Linked DNA regions of Ovis aries: region 2 is linked to region 1. Evidence: chromatin contacts called from public Hi-C data. All regions are on one chromosome and are shown on one strand. The core of a region is the stretch at or near the end of the contact, and the rest is flanking DNA. Distances in the headings are between cores, read along the strand shown. Region 1 overlaps TBC1D1 (TBC1 domain family member 1). Region 2 overlaps KLF3 (KLF transcription factor 3).

The links. A called contact is a pair of places that touch in the nucleus more often than the background predicts.
Region 2: a contact with region 1 is called in a Hi-C map of liver, with 3 times the contacts expected there. The contact joins two enhancer-like sites. A contact is called at or near these places in 2 of 16 Hi-C or Micro-C datasets (liver and mixed tissues).

What each region holds. Positions count from the first base shown.
Region 1 is chr6:58,134,443-58,141,023 of ARS-UI_Ramb_v3.0, forward strand. It overlaps TBC1D1 (TBC1 domain family member 1), which reads left to right. Exons shown (of 20, transcript XM_060417587.1): 19 at 5,528-5,701. Among named protein-coding and RNA genes, the nearest start is that of TBC1D1, 220 kb to the left of the region's middle. Within about 2 kb of position 1,594, at least 13 of the 54 cell types and tissues checked have an H3K27ac peak or open chromatin away from gene starts, as enhancers often do. A contact at or near this core is called in liver, where this site is marked.
Region 2 is chr6:58,651,829-58,658,691 of ARS-UI_Ramb_v3.0, forward strand. All of the region lies in intron 1 of KLF3 (KLF transcription factor 3), which reads left to right. Among named protein-coding and RNA genes, the nearest start is that of KLF3, 8.4 kb to the left of the region's middle. Within about 2 kb of position 3,828, at least 32 of the 54 cell types and tissues checked have an H3K27ac peak or open chromatin away from gene starts, as enhancers often do. A contact at or near this core is called in liver, where this site is marked.

The DNA.
Region 1 (6,581 bases), core at 344-2,843:
TCTGCACTTTCTTTTTTACTTCCCTGGCGCCTTCCTCTCAGTGTGAATCGCTCTGACTTATTGACGCCCTACTTTTTGCCAGGTTCTGAGCAACTCTGCATATACACACCTGAGCTTATTCAGTCATGACCTCCTGAGAAGACAGCTGGTTTTAACTCATGAGAAACCTAGGGTTCAGAGTGGTTAATTAGCTGGCCCACAGTCACATGGCCAAGAAGTGGAAAGGTGTTGTTTCAGACTGAGGCTCTCTCATGGCAAATGCTTTAGCAACTACTCAGCTCCACCAAGTGCCTCCAGGTATCATTTAATCAGAGTTTTCCAGTATTGTCCGTTAAGACAGAATCCTCCACCCTGTGATACTTTCCTTTCTGACCTTGCTGAGCATTTACTGTCTTTCAGAGCATTCATTGTGCATCCTTCTGTGTTTTGGCTGCTGGGGCGAACCCAAGAGCCTTGGTTCCCTAAACCCAAGTCTGTGCCGGTGACCACCTTGACCTGCTGCCTGGGCTCAAAGGCGGGCAGCCTTGCTGATGTTATTACCTTCTGGATATTGAGCCCCAGGAAAAAAAAAAAATCCCGTTTTCCTCCCCTCTTCTCTAAAGGATACTCACTAGGATGTGAGGATGTTCTTTAAATGTTGGAAGAATAGAAATGGTCACAGCGTGGAGAGAGGACAGTTGTGTGTGTGTGTGTGTACCTGAGTTATTTTAGGTACATGTTTTGAATTTGGTAATCTTTTAGTCCCTCGGCTCCCTAACAACTCTTGGGCACAGTGTATGGCTTCATAATCTTCATTTTCATTGCTGGGACACTGGGCACAGAGGGAGTAAATGCCCAGCACCCTGTATAGGGTGGCAGAACCAAGAGTGTAATAGACTCTGGGACACCAGGGCCCATCCTATGCAGAAAAGGAGTGTGTAACACAGTGATGATTGCAAGTGTGGTGGGAGTTCCAGGAGTGTGTGTGCAAGGGCTGCAGGAGCAGGCTGTGCAAGGAGTGAGCAGTGAGCAGGCCTGGCAGGGAGCTGAGGGAATTGGGTTCAGCCAGGCCTCTTCTAGGAGGAGGCAATGGCACTCCACTCCAGTACTCTTGCCTGGAAAATCCCATGGACAGAGGAGCATGGCAGGCTGCAGTCCACGGGGTCACAAAGCTTTATTGCACAGGGCCAGGGAGAAAGTGTTTCAGGCTTTGTGAGCCATAAGGTCATGTGAGGTAAGCTCAGTCTCTGGAGCCTGAAAGTGGCCAGAGCCAGTGTGCGTGTGGAGTGAAGTGACTGTGCTGCAATAAAGCTGTTTGCAGAGCATGCGGTGGGACAGCCCTGGCGCATGGGCTGCAGTCAACTGTCCCGCAGTTACAGCACGTGCAAAGCCACAGGGGTAAGAGACCTTCTAGGCACGGCTTCAGCTTTCTTGAGGGGAGGTGGGGGGTTGGATGTGGCATGTAGGGACACAGCACCTGCTTCTGAGGTCCAGGTTTTCAGCCTGTCACAGGTCTCGCTGGGAAACCAGATTCACGGTACCAGGCAGCTCTCGGCCCTTCTCCCCTCCCACACGGTCCATCTGGAACTTGACCTCTGTGGGCTGTCCAGCTTTCTGTTTTCTTGATGCCCCTCCCCTTCCTGCAGAGGGTGCTCTAGTCTCAAGTTCAGCTTAGAGGTACAACTTGGGAGAGCCTGCAGGGTGGAAATGATACTGTGTTCCTTGCACGTGGATGAGTTAATTGTTCTGTGTGTGAAAGGATGGAGCCGGGTGCACCCCTGAGATAGACAAGCTGCGTTTCACTAAATGCCTTCTCTGTGGAAACCTCTACTTGAGCCTCTGGGACACAGTCTGCATCCAGGGTGGGCAGAGTCACCAAGGACAGGGCCCTGCAGCTCCCGCTCAACACAGACAGGCTCGGAGCCGCCGCCGAGAGGCCAGCCCAGAGCTGACAGGGTCCCAGGCAAAGGGCTCTGGGGCAGCTGCTCAGTGTGACTTAAAGTTGTCAGTTGAATGTAAGCCTTAACAACCCGCTCTCAGGAAGGCGGAAGCCCTGGGAATAAACAGAAAGGAAGGGAAGGGACGTCAGGGCTGTCTCATCACAGGGCGTGCCCTGCAGCCTCAGGTCAGTGCAAGGAAGATTGCAGGGGAGCGGGGTTGGGAGGATGGAGCACATAGCCCACATTCAGCATCCTGCAGGCCCTGCCTCACGTGGGCTCCTGACCAGTACCACTGTCCTACTGCGTAGAACTTAACACAGAATCCAGTCCCGCCCCCCAGACCTGCTGAGTCAGAATCTGCCTTTCAGCAAGATCCCTGGGGTAGCCACACACACCTTGGAAAGGCTGCAGTGGGTGACTCCATCGTAAACACGCCAGACAGGTCTCGGTTCTGCTTGAGCTGGTAGGAGAGAAACCGGCATCTCACCAAAGCTCCCTTGTTCAGAAGATGCTCTTCAGAATCACAGTGGTGAGGCTGCCCCTTCTGCCTTGGGAGGAGTCCTCACGGCTCAGGCAGGTTGTGCCATTGAAAGCTTGTCAAAAGGCCAATCGCTGCCATACCAAGAGGGTAGGGATATGGCAGGGAGGCGTCCTTTACCCCTGGCATTGTTGAGAATTGCTTGCATTGCGGTGATAATAAAAAGCAGACCAACTTTCAGTTGGGTTTATTACTATTTTTAAATTCCCCACAGACACTGAACCCCTTTGATACCTGGGCAGATGCTCCACCATTGAGACTTCCCCCCACCCACCCCAGCTGGGGGGTAGGGGGTGGGGTGGGTGGAAAGTATGTGACTAGTTCTGTTCCCATCAAGGTTGATGGCTTCATTGTAATGTCCACAGACAGCAGAGAGAAAAAGACACTGAGTCTCCAATAGCAGATGAGCCGAGAATGGAAAGGAATTCACTAAAGGAGACTCATAGAGCAGACTAATAATAGCTGGGGAAGTATGTAGCTTTGTGCATAATTTAAATGTAAATAACGTATAGTTTTTTAGCTTCCTAGATTAACAGAATGAAACATTTTAATGCCAGTACCCAATTCCAAGGCTGTACTGTGTCTGGCACATTCTTAATGTTGCTAGTGGCATTGTATGTTGATTATTCCCATTTGGGAAGCAATTTGGCAGTGTGTATCATGAGCCAGTAAAATATTCCTATCCTTTGATTCAGTAATCCCATTTCTTGGAATGTATGCTTGGGAAATAAGCCAAAATAGGGGAAAAGCAGTACATACAAAGATGTTTAGAATTGTCATTTATAACAGAAACTTGCAAGTAACTAGAGAGCCAACATTCGATGACTGGATTAACATGATTATTGATGCATCAACTTGATAGAATACCACGAAGCCATTTATAATTACGGTTTTGAAGAATATACAGCAGTGTGAAAAAACATCCTTGGAGGACCAGGGTTCTGTCACTGCCAGCTGCATGCTGCCGCAGTCGGGGACACATTTCTGGGCATGACTGCAAGGCTGTGTGTGTTTTGGCACCAGGAGGTGGTGATGCAATTAAGCAGAGATGCCTGTGACCTGGGATGGTTCCTCGGGATTAACGGGGCCCTGCAAGAGCACTCCGCCCTGTGCACAGCCGAAAGCCCTTGACCTCAGCCCCTCTGCATCAAAGGCCCAAGGTTTCATCCCCGGGTGTTCCAGGTTAGGAGCTCACTTAAAAACCTGGGTGAAAGAAGAGACGTGTGTGTGCGTGTGCCGTTTTTCCCGAACTGTATTTGTGATTGCACATGAGTGTCTTGGTTTGCGTGTGTGCGGCCTTTGTGCTGAGCTGGTCAGAAGCTCCACAGTGCGGCAGCCTGCCATTCGTTGCAGCACAAGCTTGGGTGCGAGGGGTCTCGTGACAAGTGTGGGAAGCGGATCCCTTAGCTCAGCTTGCCAGGTGTGTGTCTCATGATTCCCACAGATGCTGGGAGGTAGGGGTTATCACCCCCAGGGGGGAGGCCAGGAACTGAGGCCAGGAAAGGTCAGCTAACTTGTTCACGGTCATTCAGGGAGTTGCCAGCCAAGCTCCCATTAGAGGGCTGCCTGAAAGCTCCTGGGTCAGTTTTCTTGACTGTGGAATAGAGATGATAATCCCTGCTGAGCTCAGGGTCACTCTGAGGGACAGGAGAGAATCAGATCAATACAGTCAACTACACATGTGCACACCACACATGTCACAGATCGGATGTGTAGCTTTTTTGTCCTGGAGTGACTGTGCCTAATTAGTATTAGCCACTGAATGAAAGCCAGGAAGCTGAAAAGTTTTTCTCAAGGAAGAGAAAATTTCTGGGAATGGTGAAAAAGTAAACATGGAGTTTTAAAATTGATTTCAGGAAAGATAGGGCTCATTCATGTTTAAATGCTAAGAGGATACCATCAAGGGAAATGAGTTTTTCATTGATTTTAACTGTGTTAGAGTTTCTTTCTGGAGGAAATGCTGTGAAGAGGCAGTTTCTGCTCTTGAAAATACTAATTTCATTCTCTAAACGTGTTCTGATCGTGCTGGCTTTTCTTACGTGGTGACTGAATTCTCAGAGGTATGCCGGGTTTTCACGCCTGGGGCAGCAGCGGCCTCTGCCTTCGGATCCCTTCCCTCTTCGGCCCTGCCTCGGTCCAGCTCACTCACCAAGAGAAAGTACAAACATGAACAGCTCGCTCACTCGTGCACTTTGGGGTTGTTTTTCACACGAGTGGTTTTTTTCATGACTGTTACTATTATGAGAAGAAAGGCAAGTCAGGCATTGTTTCGTATTCACTCATCTATGTGGGTGACATTTGGGTTTTGGCTCATTTCTTCATCTCTTATGTGCAGAGAAGGGTTTTTCAGTAAACAGTTCCATTACTTAGCTGTTCTTGTAACTCTGAAAACCCAGCTGAACTATAATTAAACTTTGACCTGGTGACTGGGCAAGTAGGGCTGTGATTCTTTTGTTTTATTCTGTCGTTGACCCATAGTTGATGTATCTAATAGAATTTTCAGAGAAAAGAGATCTGAGTACTGAAATAAGAATAAAAAAAGAAACTTTTTTAAGCTTTTTAAAAAATAAAGTTTTGGCTTTGAAAAATGGCATCAGAGACCTACACTGACAATTGTCATTGAGTCACTAAGACATGTCTTACTCTTTGTGGCCCCATGGACTGTAGGCTACCAGGCTCCTCTGTCCATGGGATTTCTCAGGCAATCGAACTGGGTTGCCATTTCCTTCTCCAGGGGATCTTTCTGACTGAGGGATCAAACCCAAGTCTCCTGCATTGGCCAGGGATTCTTTCACCTCTGAGCCACCACGGACGCCCTATACTTATTGTTTCTCTCAGTTTATTTCCAAATGCTTCTTAAATTCTCTCTTCCTAAGTAAAATTGTTCTCTTCTCCATTTAGAGAGTATTCTGTGTTTATCACTAAATAACATTAGGTGCTCAGTGGATATCCACTGACATGGTCACATATGTGTGTGTGAGAGAGAGAGAGAGAGAGAGAGAGAGAGTGTGTGTGTGTGTGTGTGTGGTTTTTCTCATTTCCAATGCCTGATGACTTTTCTGTGAAGCAGGTGTTTGAGACGGACATCTCGAAACAGTTGCAAGCTTATGAAGTTGAGTACCATGTGCTTCAGGAAGAGCTTATTGATTCTTCTCCTCTCAGTGACAACCAAAGAATGGACAAATTAGAGAAGACCAACAGCAGCTTACGCAAACAGAACCTTGACCTCCTTGAACAGCTGCAGGTAGGGCATATTTGCAAGGCCGCCACCTGAACCTTGAGCATGTGGTGGTTCATTAACTCACCAGAGGCCCCGCAGGCTGAGTTTCCCACCACTGTAGGCCCTTTCTGCTCTGTTTGTAGTTGGGATCAAAGGTAGCCCAGGAGAGCTGTTCCTGTTTGTTAGGGAGCAGACAGATTATCCTTTGCTAAGGTCAGATTGTCCTGGAACTTTCTGAGAGACTGTTTCTACACTTACCCTTTCAGGAGATGTGCCAAGAGCTGAGCTTGGGTCCACGGTGCTCTGGTGCTATTAACCAAACACCAGCCATTGTGCTTTGAGTAATGATGGGAGAATCAAAGGCAGGAGCTTCCAGGAGCAAAACCAGCTAGGTCCTCAGAGTGACATCAAGTGAGGAGTAACAGAGTAAACCAGAGCTGTCGTAAATGTGAGTCCTTGGTGCAAATACCAAGGGTAGGGTCACGAAGGGCACAATTCTCCCCTCAGGAAGTTTCCATCTTGGCCTGCATGAATGTGGGCGGGGACAGACCCGGATCGCCTGTGCTGGAGGGCAGGAGGGAGTGAGCACAGAGGTGCAGACCAGAGAGCCAGGCCTTGCCAGACCCAGTGTCGCCCCACCGTCTCCCACCTGCTCTGATTTCCTCATTTGTGTGACAGGACAGAAAATTACCTTGCTGCCCCACACGACCCCTCCACCGAGCAGATGGAGTAAAGTAACTGTGCCATCTGCTTGTTACGTGTCATGAGCTGATCGCTGGTACAGCTATCGTTACGGAAATGTGTGTGTTTCTGGGGGTGGGGGTGGGGTTTAGAAATTACTTTTGAGCCACTGGTGAGAAAAATTTGTATTATTTTCAAAATATATATTCTGTGGTGTTCTAGG
Region 2 (6,863 bases), core at 2,578-5,077, 520 kb after region 1:
AAGAAAATCCCTGGAGTCATAAAACAATTGGTATCTGGTAGTATTCCAGCCAGAATTCATGTTGGAGTGAGTTGGAAAGAAGGGATTGTGGTGACTTCTAGCGTTCTCATTTTCAAGCTTGATCTGTCCCCTTATTAGACCCGGTTTCTCATCTCAAACAGTGATGCCGGCGCTGGAGACAGGAAACCAGACGGCAGTCTGCCCTGATAAGGGAGGGCATTGTCTAAGGGAGGGAGCCCTGCTTCCCCCTCAACTCTCCTTCCTTGAAATTGAGTAGCAATAAAAGAGATAGAATGCTACAAACGCAGTTTCTCAACCAGAACCAAGACTGTTTTCTCCCAAAGCAAAAACTGGCTCTGCTTTCTCTGGATTGTCACCATAGTTTAATGGCACATTAGAAAAAACTATTAGTATATTTTGTGTCTGTTGGGCAGAGTATTTAATAAATAGTAAGGTCCTTTCTCTAACAAAGCAGGTTCCTAGAGCGATTGGAAACTCATTCCATTGTGTTGGCAGGTTGAATACCATTTCCCCAATCTCATTATTAAGGGGAGCCGGAGACTAAATGTAGTCACTTACATGGCCCTTCAGCTTCTATGTAACCCTGGGTTTCACTGTTACCCTCTCCTGGGAAAGGGGTGCTCCCTTGAGAAGCAGCCCCCTTTCAGGAGGACCAGCTTAATCTGGGACATGTCCAAGATGGTGGCCAATCTCTGGAAGGCCTGGGGCTTTCCAGGGATGGCCTGGAGCTAGTCTCAGACCAGATCAGTGGAGTTTGGCCAAATCCAGACAGAAGAGATCCAGCGGACACTGAGGTCAGTGCCTTCTACCCAGGAGAGCGACCAGTGGTCCAGTGTGGGGTTTTTCTCCTTTGGCCCATATGCTCTAGTTAAGAGAACTAGAGAACTAGAACTAGCTTAGTTCTCTTAACTACTGTCCTCTAAGTCTGATCACTGAAATCCCCTCCTTTATCTGTTTCTTGCACTATACGCCCTGGTCCCTTACAAAGCTTTGAGCCCCAGAACCGCTTTCATGAGTAAGTTCGAGTTCCTATTCCAGTTCTTCAAGCAAGGGTGTTTTGTCTCCCAAGCGACGGTTTTCACATTTACTTTGTGTTTCAGAAGATGATTTTTAGACTAGTACCACTGGCCCCTGGGCAGATTTTCCTTGTGTGACACCTGAGGTACAGTCACTCTTAGGCCCTTGCCCTTCATTTCATCCTAGCATGTGAGAAAGGTAGTTTGACATCCATTCATGTATTCATCCCACAAGTATTTATTGAGCACCTACTCATTAGAGCTAATCTCAGATTGCGTGCGGTCATTATTCTCAGCTATGCCACAAGGATGGAGTAGGTCCCAAGTGATCTAACCTGAAAAGTCATTTTGAAATCATAATTGCCAGCCAGAACCTCCCCATGGCACTGCCTCCCATGGACCAGTGCGGCAGCACACAAATCCCACACCCCGCCGTCCCTGGGGGAATGCCCAAGTATAAGATGATTTGACTTCAAAGTGGGTCCCACAGCACAGAGTGGAGCAGAAGAACAGAAAGAGGCCTGGGTCTGCAGCAGACACACTTCTGTTCTTGGCTGCAGCTCCCACCAGCTCGGCGAATTTGGGCGAGTCATTTCACCTCTGTTCCTTCATTTCCTCATTTCTAAAATGGGGATGAGGACCTGACCCTTCCACCTTTGTACAGTTATTATGAGGATTTCCGTATTTACTTGGGTGAAGCTGCCAATTTTTTCTGAGCAGTTTTATGGACCAATTGCAGGTGCATTGGCCAGGAAGAATAGTTTGCCTAAATCGGGGCCTTCACACGCCGTCTTTTGATGTTGCATCCAAGCCTCCACTCAGAGAGGGGGAGGCAGCAGGGGCCAGCGGGCAGGAGTTGAGGTCGCCACTGCCATACATCCACTGCCCCTGGCTCTGGATCCACAATGGACCGGACCTGCCTGCAGAACTCTCCATTCCACTCTAGCTGTGGGTCGTGCCCTGTTGCAGGAGGCAGTGGAAGTGAGAACCAAGTCACCACCAGCCCTGAAATCAGACTGCTTTGGGTTTGTATCCCAGCTCTACCCCTCTAACAGCTGTGTGATCTTGGGCAGATGACTTTACCTCTCTGTTTCAGCAGTAAAATGAGAAGGTAGTACCTCCCCGTATCGTAGGCATGAAATGACACAGTCCTTGTAAAGAATGGGACCTGGAGAGTGCTGTTGTGAAGGTGGTGATAATCAGTAGGAAACCTGTGACATCACTGAGCTCCTGGATTTCCTTGGTCCATAGAAGTAGCATTGAAACAAAACAACCTAATGTTTGTTAACACACATGCACACACACACGTGCGCACACACACTTCAAGTCACTACATTCTTTTCTCTCTCACTGTCCTCCACCCCACCCCCCCCCCCCCCACCCCACCCCCGCCCTTAATTTAGGTTTTAAAATCGAGACCTTGACACTAGACTTGTTTAGAAGAGCTCTCTGGGTGAGTAATAAAAAGCAAAGGGTTATTGTTAGGAGCAATAGGTTTTTTGAGGAAGTTTCATTTAATAGATTTCCTTTAAGTTAGGCCCCCTCGCCCCCTCACTCATGTTACTTTTTTAAGGGAGATTTTCAAGTGCATTTAAAGAGAAAGGGAAGTGACTGAGACTCCTATAGCTCAGGGCTTTTATATCCACTCCTTATGCCTGGCAAAACCTTGACTTAGTGGGTGTGCCTGATCTCCGTTGGGGAGCAGGAAGGGAACCCCTCTAAGGAGCTGTGAAGTAAGCCCATGCTCAGGTGCTGCCCATCCTGGTGGTGGTCTTGGACAGCCTATTTGAAAGGTAGAAAGGCCCACCTATCTAGGTAAGAGGAGGCTGCCTCAGATGGGCCCAGGAGCAATCAGCTGGCTGCACTGAGTGGGGAGGGCCTTGAGCTGGTCTTTGAAGAATTAGGAGGATTTAGATAAGCCGGAAGGGGATGGGCATTCCACTCTGGTTGCCCAGCATCGGGGCCAAAAATGAACAAAGGCTTTGGGGAGGGGGCTGGGTGGAGGGAGAAACTGGGCAGTCGGCTTGGAGGGCTCTTGGTGGAGCAGGGGAGCAGCTGGTAGGAAAGGGGGTGCTGAGCCATGGTGCTTGAACCTGCCCTCCAAGCCCTAAGGGTGTCCCTTGGAGGAAAGTTTGGGAGTTTGGAAAAGACTCGCTGAGAAGAGGGCTTTGTGATACGTGGCAAGTGGCAGGTCGGCGGGGGGGAGGAGTGGTCAGAATGGCTTGGAGGGTCCAAGGGGCAGGCATAGGAGTCCCATGGAGGGGAGACCCTGTAACACAGTCTTGAGGTTTGAGAGCCCGGCCACGGCAGTAGTAGAAATAGAGAAGTTGGTGAGGAAAGCTTGAAAGATGAGGTGAGTGGCCAGGAGATAAGGCAGATGTGGGGCGCAGCCTTTTGGGGACAAGGAGGATTAGGGTGGGGCATGTTGAATTCTCTCACACAGCAGTGGCGCAGAGTGCCTTTCTGTTTGTTAGCTTCTGAAGGGAGTGGTCAGCAACAGCTCACGTGTGCGCAACCAGAGGTTCCGTGAAGCTTTTAGTGAAGCATCCTCAGGAGCTGGGGGAAGCAATGCCACTTCTTTCTGGTTATTTGCAAGGTTCCAGCCATCGCTGCTCAGGCCGGAATTTCCAGGAACTGGCAGCTGGCTGGAGCCAATTGGTCCCTCCCAGCCTCGCACTCCGAGGGTGGGGCCCCATGGGTGGAGGCCCCTCAGGGTGGAGTGGGGTGGGTCTCCAGCGATAGGGCGCCCGGTGGAGAGGCAGTGGCCTCACACAGCCCTTCTGGATTTGATTATATAACACATCACAGGAGAAAACTCAGGGCCAAGGCAGGCTGCGTAAGCCATGTGCACAGCAGGATTATGCATTAGGGGTGCTTTTCAACCGAGTTGGGGTCGCTGGCCCTTAAAACTAAAAAACAAAAATTGTCGGCATGGGGAGGAAAACTGCGTACATAACCTTAATAGGGAAAATGACTAGTGTTCACTAAAATTGCTTTAAGAAAGATGTGGTAGGCCACTAACTAAGTGGCACTGAACTTGAGAGTTCACCTAAAGGATATGGGTTTGTGTCTCCCCGCCCCCACCCCTGCTCTGCTGGGCCCTAGTCTGGAAAAGTGGAGGGACTTCACTTGGTTGTTACCTTTGCACCTGTCCTTATTTACATGCAAAATCAATTGCTTCACTTGGTCTTTCCGAAGTACAGGGTGTGGGCAGAATCTTATCTGAAGCCATGTCCTGTTTGGACAAGTTGGACTGCCTTGGCAACTCTCCATAGGGTGGAGCAGATGGGTGGAGGCAGGAAAGTAAAATTGGGTGGCTTGTTAGCCCAGAGAGGAGAGAGGGCGGATTGTTTGCTCATGGATCATTATATTTAATCTGAAACTAAATAATTAACTTCTTTCCCATTTACAAAACATTTTGATGCAAAATAACTAATTTATGAGGGGCAAAGATTTAGAAGTGTTCCACGGAATTTTTTTTTCCTTTCACACCAACAGTAGAAGACTGAGGTAGGAGAAAAATCAGCGAGTGTCATGAAAACGAGATGCCTTTCCAGGTAGGTGCCAGCGTTCAGCTGCTCTGAAAGGAGGCTCCGACTTAGAAATGTCCACTTCCATCTGTTGCCCGGCCCCTTGGATTTCTGGCCAGAGCAGCTGCCATTAAATACGCAACTCCTTGGAGCTCTTGAAAGAGTTAGGGTACAAAAGTAAAGAAAGAAAAGTTTAGTTGGAGAGGAAGTTTAGGAATGTTACCTGCCCACCCTGGTCCTCCTCCTGACCAAGAATCTCTCTCACACACACACACACTCAGCCACGCACCTTTATTTTTTTTAATTTGTCTTTTTTATTTTTTCCCTGAAGTTCCTTTTGGGAGTGAGAGGTGAAAGGAGGCAGCATGCTTCCTCCTTTAAAGCCCAGAGGCTTGGATGGGTTGAAAGGGGCACTTAACAGACGATGTGCTGGTTTGGCCATCCTTTTTTTCTCCTTACACCTGGCTGAGGTCGGCTAGGAAACAAAAGATCAGCTTTGAAGGAGGCAGATAGTCTGGAAGCTTAGGGTCAGGCTGGGCTTGGGGAGAAGGATCCAGGGTCCCTTTGAGTGCATTAGACAGGAGAGGAGAAGGGAGAATGTCAGAGCAAATCCTGATAGATCGCCAAGAAATTTATTTCGATACATTCTCTCTCCAGACCCCCCTCCATCCCCTGCCACACACCTCCCTCCTCTTTCCCTTTCTTCCCCACCCCTCCCCCATTCTTCTAAGGAAGGGGCAGTTATTTATAAGGTTGTTTCTGTAATAAAATGTGCCATAGCTTCAAGGCAAGCCATTTTCAAAGGAGGCTGGCAGCATAACCTCTTACATTAAGCCCTGTGTGTATTTCTAAGCTCTGCAGCTCATTTGTACCCTCATGAAGCAATTGTCAAGTAGGCCCCATGGAGGGCTGAAAAGGACCATGTGAGAGGGAACTATAATTGCTTGTGAAACTTCATGTAAGTGATTCACCAAAGCTTCTTAAGACATAAACATGCAGTTGTGCATCTTGACAAAAATCTGAGCCTTCTTATGACAGCTGAAAAAAGTCAGAAGCATAAGCAGAGTGTGAAGGAAAATGTTTTTTCCTTTTGAAGGAAAATTCTGTATTGGCCCTTCCCAGCAAAATAACAGTTGAGGAAGAAGATGTTTGTCCGTGATGGAAAATTATTTTGGCAATTATTTTCTATATTTTTGCTTTTAGGCACTTTGATAACTTAGACTTTTTTTTTTAAACCTGTTTTGCCTGTTTTTTCCCTCTTGTAAATGCAGTGTTGTTATCCTGGGATTACTAGTTTAGAATGTATGTCTCCTAAGCTAGTTTAACACAACTAAGATGAAAACCTGTTAATGCTTGAGAACTAGTTGTAAGAAAAACAGAACCACTTTTGGGGGCCTTCTAATCTCTGTGATAAGAATTCCTGAGCCTAGTTAAAACCCACTAGATTTAAAGACCCTGACTTTGGCAAGCTCAATTTACTGCCTGTGTCCTAGTCTTTAAATACTTGTTTTAGCTCACCACCTAATGGTCTTACTTGGAACTGCTGTCAGGGTTATGTAGTGATAGATTTTCTATAGCATTTTAAGTTTTCTTTCAATAGCCCCAGAGCTCAGTTGCCCATGCATAACAAAAGCCACTAAATTTAGAGACCCCACTTCTTCCAGTGCTGAATTATATGGAAGGCCCTTCAGTGACTTTGCAGTCACTCTTTTCTTATTCTAGATCAGACCCAAAGATAAGGTCAACGCTAGTGGCAAAAGTGGTCCAAGGTTAGGGTGTGTCTTTTTCTTCTATTTCTTTTTTTTAATATGTCCTCCATAGCCTTTGACTATCACTGAAAGTATAATCAGTCATTTTAGAAGCTACGAGATTGAGAGCAAAGTGCTGTTACACGTGTGAGTGGACAGTGAGTGTGGTTCCGTTCACAGTGACATTTGAATTTTGCACAGACCTTTTATTGCCAAGTGATGCTTTAGTTAGGAGTTTTAAAATGAGGTGTTCTAAATTCTATAATATCATTACTTGTTTATTAGCTGAAATCCTTGTGTATGAGAAGTATCCTTTCGTCAGTGATTGAGTTACTCTTCGAGGTAAAGTTCTGAATAAACAACCCTTAAAACAATTACTTTTTAAGAAAAATGAATCCAGTTTTGTTAGGAGGGATGCTTTATGCTAGATGAATTTTTCTCTTAAGATTACAAGTGTTTCAAAGCACTAATTTCCTTAAATTTAGATAAAACATGAAAACTAACAAATGAAAGTAATTTCACTAATGTCTTAAAATGACACAAACTGT